2 separate regions of the Sus scrofa genome follow, and region 2 is linked to region 1. The links are chromatin contacts, called in public HiChIP or PLAC-seq maps. All regions are on one chromosome and are shown on one strand. Each heading gives the region's core, a stretch centred on a gene start, on an enhancer-like site or on the middle of the called end of the contact. The rest is flanking DNA. Distances are from core to core; before and after follow the strand shown. Region 1 holds the start of ARID5B (AT-rich interactive domain-containing protein 5B). Region 2 overlaps ARID5B (AT-rich interactive domain-containing protein 5B).

Evidence for each region. HiChIP or PLAC-seq counts read pairs in DNA pulled down with a chosen protein or histone mark.
Region 2: a contact with region 1 is called in an H3K27ac HiChIP or PLAC-seq map of alveolar macrophages. The contact joins the enhancer-like site here to the promoter of ARID5B in region 1. A contact is called at or near these places in 1 of 5 promoter capture datasets (liver), 16 of 47 Hi-C or Micro-C datasets (alveolar macrophages, blood, embryonic fibroblasts and 8 more) and 2 of 2 datasets of contacts at active chromatin or transcription factors (alveolar macrophages and skeletal muscle).

What each region holds. Positions count from the first base shown.
Region 1 is chr14:65,407,177-65,409,876 of Sscrofa11.1, forward strand. It overlaps ARID5B (AT-rich interactive domain-containing protein 5B), which reads left to right and starts at 1,427. Exons shown (of 10, transcript XM_021072755.1): 1 at 1,427-1,922; 2 at 2,353-2,607. The coding sequence starts at 1,902.
Region 2 is chr14:65,492,045-65,494,851 of Sscrofa11.1, forward strand. All of the region lies in intron 3 of ARID5B (AT-rich interactive domain-containing protein 5B), which reads left to right. Among named protein-coding and RNA genes, the nearest start is that of ARID5B, 85 kb to the left of the region's middle. Within about 2 kb of position 1,312, at least 34 of the 83 cell types and tissues checked have an H3K27ac peak or open chromatin away from gene starts, as enhancers often do. A contact at or near this core is called in alveolar macrophages, liver, mesenteric adipose tissue and 3 more, where this site is marked.

The DNA.
Region 1 (2,700 bases), core at 177-2,676:
TAGATCTTGCCTTTTATTACTTCCCCATGTTCTGAATCAAAAATGTGGTTTAGATAATGTTAAGTGCCCTAATTCTTACTGCATCGGACTCAGACGTTATGAAAAGGCATAAAAATACACAGAGAGGGTCTTTCCACCTCAAGTCACTGAATATGAGGCATTTGTGCTCTGCCGGGTGTATTAACTTCAGCCATGTGAATATAATTTTCATTAAAGTAATCCTGTTTCAACTAGATGCTGTGACTAGAGGTGAAACGTTGCGAAAGCGTTAAAAATAGCTTACTAGTAATTTCAACATCCTGTAATTTTATCACAGATCAAGTTTCAACTGTCATACTATAACAGACCTTATTCCCCATATAGTACATGTTTACTTTTTTAGCATGCCAGACCCACTTTGGAAAGATTGGTGCCAATATAATAAAATCGGAGGCGGGGGGGGGGTATACTGAAAGGAGTGGGAGGAGAGCCGAGAAGGGGGTGGGGGAGCGTGGGGGAAGCGAGTACACCATTTTACATCAACACTGCGAAAATGCAATCTAGCCTGGCGGAGGACCGGCAGCTGGGTCGGAGCGAGCGAGGGCTTTGCAGTCTCTGCCTGTTCCTTGTTCTGTCGCTCTTAAGTTTCTCTGTGTTTGCATAATAGCCGTGCATGCAAACCTCGCAATGCTCCAGGGCTCCAGAACAATAAATATACACATTTAAAGCCTTTATTGTCTTACGGTTCATGCCCCCGGTTTTCAACAGCTTAATTTCTGGTTGTATTTAACTAGTTTGCAAATGGATTTTTTCAGTTTCAAACTATTATTGAGGAAGCTCCCCTCCCTTTTTTGGCGGGGGAGGGGTTGGGGGTGGGGTAGGAGTCGGTATATTATTCCTGTAGCGCTGGGTTATATAAACACATTATCATTTGAGAGCGCCCTTGGCGTCCATCAGCATTGTAAACACGTACTAGTGTATATACTTCAAAATTAAAGAATGCACACGCAGAACCGGGAGCCTGAATTCATATTCCGAGCAGACTCGCTGCTCGCATTTATTGATTTATCATGCATCGTTTATTGTTCCAGTCCCTAAATGCAGTCGCTGTCCGTTCAATATTGTTTGCAAAATCCTGAAATGTGTGTGCACTGCTCACTTGTCTTTCTGTTTTTTTTTTTTTTTGCTGAGTGTTTTTTTTTGCGAAGCGAACAAATGCATTAATATTTATATGTTTATATAATCGATAACCCACTTTTCTCTTCCATGTAAATAGGCATCAAAAGATAATTTAACAGATTAGTTCTCGAAAACATGGCAGTGAGGAAGCGTAATTTAACTATCAAACAAATCTACATGTCTAATAACAGCAAATCTGCTAAGGAGCATTAGAAAGAGGAGCAGCGCCCCGGAATCTCTGCAGGAAATGTTCTTTATATTAGACATATACAAGCAGGTCCTGTCAGATGCACAGCGGAGCTCGCTACCTCTTGTCTCCTCCAAAAAATCTCACCAAACGATACCCCTAGACAAGGGAGACAGAGAAGAGGGAGATCTCATCTTTGCACAATTTAAGAGTAGATTTTATTTTTACAAACCTTCCTATATGTTTTTTGCCTTGATCCATCCGCTTCCCGCCGAGATTGGACGGAGCCTTTCTCCCGATTATGAATTTGATCAACCCACATTTGGAAGGAACCCTACACAGTTCTGACAGGAGCTGAAAATTGAGTCGTCAGAGAAATATTAGGACATATTTTCAATCATTTTGGTGCTGGGGGGGAGGCAAGGGCTTAGTTTTATATTGAGACATTACGCCAGCTGAAGGCAGAGAATGTTTTTCCCTGCCAGGACCTGATGCAATCCATTCAAGCCAACAAGTTTGGAGAGAATGTTGAGTTCAATCAATTCAGAACGTCGAGATGGAGCCCAACTCACTCCAGGTATTTCGCTCTTCTCCGCTCCTCCGATCCCGGCACCCCCCCGGCACCCCCCAGGCCCCCAGCTTACCCACACCTCTGCACCCACCCACACCCCCCACAAACTTTTCACCAAACTTTTACCCTCTGCATCCCCCCAAATCATTTTTATTGTTTAAAAAAATCCCTGCACCGATCATACATACATAATGTAATTTTACCTCCTCAGATGGAGAGGTAGGGAGAGGTGGCGGGGGGGGGGGGGGGCTGAGGGTTTTTTTTTTTTCTTTTAAGGGAGGCAGAAATTTTGTGGGCTCTATTATTTTCCACCCAGCTTTATATCTGTTGCCTCTTCTGTATTAAGAGTGTGGATGTCTGTGTGTAAATATGTCTGGGAATAGACGTTTGTGCTCTGATGGCTACATTATTTATTTGGTGCTTTTTTCCCCTGCAGTGGGTCGGCTCACCGTGTGGCTTGCACGGACCTTACATTTTCTACAAGGCTTTTCAATTCCACCTTGAAGGCAAACCAAGAATTTTGTCCCTTGGCGACTTTTTCTTTGTAAGATGTACGCCAAAGGATCCGATTTGCATAGCGGAGCTCCAGCTGTTGTGGGAAGAGAGGACCAGCCGGCAACTTTTATCCAGCTCTAAACTTTATTTCCTCCCAGAAGACACTCCCCAGGGCAGAAATAGCGACCATGGCGAGGTGGTAAACTTATATCTCCCTTTCTTCTTCCTTTATTATTTTTCCCCCAGTAATGCTTATTACAGGGCAAGCTTGAAAATACTGTATTCACTT
Region 2 (2,807 bases), core at 62-2,561, 85 kb after region 1:
TGTTACATGGCTGCTGCAGTAATGGAATTGTGATTCTTGCTGTGATGGAAGGTGTTAAGTTACAACATGAAAAATGAAAGACTGAGTAGATATTTTAAGGGGAAAGATGGCAGAAGTTAAGATGATTTTTAAGACCAGTTGTGCTAATGATGGTCAAGTTTCCTTCTCTTATAGCAATTTTGTCATGGTAACCATAGGGGGTTAACTGGATCTTGGAGGTGGCTTCCCACAAGGTGGCTTCTTAGAGAGGGTTGAGTTGAGCTAAGTTCAAATCTAATAGCCTTTTCTGGGCCATCGGTAAATAAATAAATGCATAAATTAATCTGTGAGAAAACCTTGGACCCAGCTATAGAGGAGAAGAAATTTTGTTTAAGCAATGGCTGCTATGTGTTCTTGTGGGCTCTTTATATTTTCTTATTAAGACTCTGAAACTCATTTATACTAAAAGTGAATGGTTGTCTGTAGCCTAACAGTTAACCCTGTGAAAGGAAGGCATGTTAAGGTAGATCAGGCCCCTTAGAATCACACCCCACTTGTGGGCACCACTTTTACCTACATGTCAGCCTAGCCACGTGGTCTCACCAGTAGATATAGCTATTGCACAATATCTGACTTGGGTGACATTTAAATATGGCTGAGAAGAGCATGCAAAATTCTCAGGAAGAAGTGTAGTGCGGCTCTTGAACGTGGCTTCAGTGGTCACTTCTTCAGTTTGCGGGTGGGGCTGGCTTTACCTCCCAGCAGGTTCATTTATTCCTTGGAGTGAGGGCAGCATTCAGTTTTAGTTTAGCTTTCTGTTTTTGTTTTTTTGTTGTTGTTTTTTTGTTTGTTTTTGTTTTTTTTTAGATTGATGAAGCAATAATATAGGGCAAAAGCTGAGATTAGCATATTAGTACATATTTTTATATTTGTCCATCCGTTTGAAGCAGCTTGCATTTGGAGACAGCCGGTTGAAACCCTGGGTTTTACATTTGAAATATTCTTTGTTCTGTTTGCAACCATGCCCTGATATATTTTCCCACATTTTCTTTTTATAAGTTCTCCAGTGGTGTTTTTGTTGCCTATCCTGGGAAGATCTGTCTTTTCATTTATCAAAACAAATGGCAAGCTGGGGACCATTTAAAGGAGGGGCTTTTTTTCAGCTAATAAAGCCAATCTTTTTGTTCTGTTATGTTAAAAGTACATTATCTTTTTATTGTCAGTTCTGTTTGGCTAGGTCTGTTTTCTGTCTTAGCAATCTCAGAGCTGCCCCACTTGCTTACTGTGTAGAGAATTACAAAATCATTAAGGGTGGGGCAGCACCAGCTGACTTACAGTACAAACCATTTCTCAAAATAACCACAACAGTGCAATACTGATGTGCAATTGACGTCACAGTATGTTTTTATGAAATAGTTTGTGGCATTTTCATTTCTATTCCGGATGGAATCTTGTTCGTTCTCCCTTTTAATCAGGCATTTAATTTATTTTTATTATTAACATTTTCCACTCCTTGTCTTGGCATGCCTCCAATTCAACAGCTTTGATGAGAAAACACACACATACAACTAACTGATCTTCCTCCACCTCAGCTCTTCAACATCAGTTTAACTGCAACTGTATTTTCCCCTTTGATGTGCACTAACTTCGTGTACTAATTTGACTGCCTTATGAGAGATTCAGAAATATAGTGGGGGCATAGTGCACGTCTACACAGAGTTGTAACCAGGAATTGATAAAGTTGAGGTACAACTTTGAATTTTAAACACTTTCAACCAATTCAGGCTATTTAGTCATAGGCACTGCTGCATTTTCCTTTTACAAATGTCTTTCTGTATAATGTCCTGTAATTAGAACAGGAAATCATTGAGTAACTGTAAGATGAATAAGAGCACTTAGACTGAAAGGAAAATTACCTTCCGAGAAATTATATTCTCTCTCTTTCTTTTTTTTTTTTTTTTTGCTGCATGTTACAATGTTGGTAATGATAGTAACAGCTGTAGCTACTCTTATCTGGAGAATTTTCATGCTTAGGTTTTCTGGAATAAAATTTTTTTTTCATTTTCAGTAATAATCAAAAATGAATGGATGGAAAATAGGAAATGCCTAATTATGACAAATATTCAGTGTCACAACAGAGCAGCAATTAAATGGAAACTTCAATATAATTGTCAATAGCAGTAAGAATTGGAATGGTGCCAGGTGTATAAAGTTGATGCTTTGCCTTTGGTTCGTTGCTAGGAGCACAGTAAAAAGTATAAAGCTTTGAGACAGGAATGTCTAATGTAATAAAGTAACAGAAAGAAGCATAAATCATTGTAAGAGCCTCTCATATTGACATTATTTTACTTAAATTGTCTCAAAACTAGACATCAGTTTTTATAACATGAGCAAACTCATATCTGCTTGGGAAAAAAAAAAAAAAAAAGAACACTATATATTGTCTTTGAAGGATGAGGGACATTGTGTCTCCAACCTAGCCTTCATACATATTTGGAATCTTTTAAGTGAAAATCTTTAAATGTTTGTTTCTATTGGCATCCAAATGCATTTGCCCTAATACGATTAAGAGAACCAAAGGGCAAAATACTTGGCAGATTTTTCAGTTGAGGTAATTAGGTGCAGGAAGGAACATGCATACTTTTTCCACCAGGCTCTATAAAATCCTGGTGAGAGGGTTGTTTTCTTTTTTTAAGATTTTTTTTTAAGCTTACTGTGATGTTAGGAGTAGATTATTAGTGGTTTTTAGTAAGCATAATAGTGTGATGTTTCCGAAACAAGCTTTCCCTCCCCCCTTCCCCCACCACAGAATGAAAAAGAAAGTTACA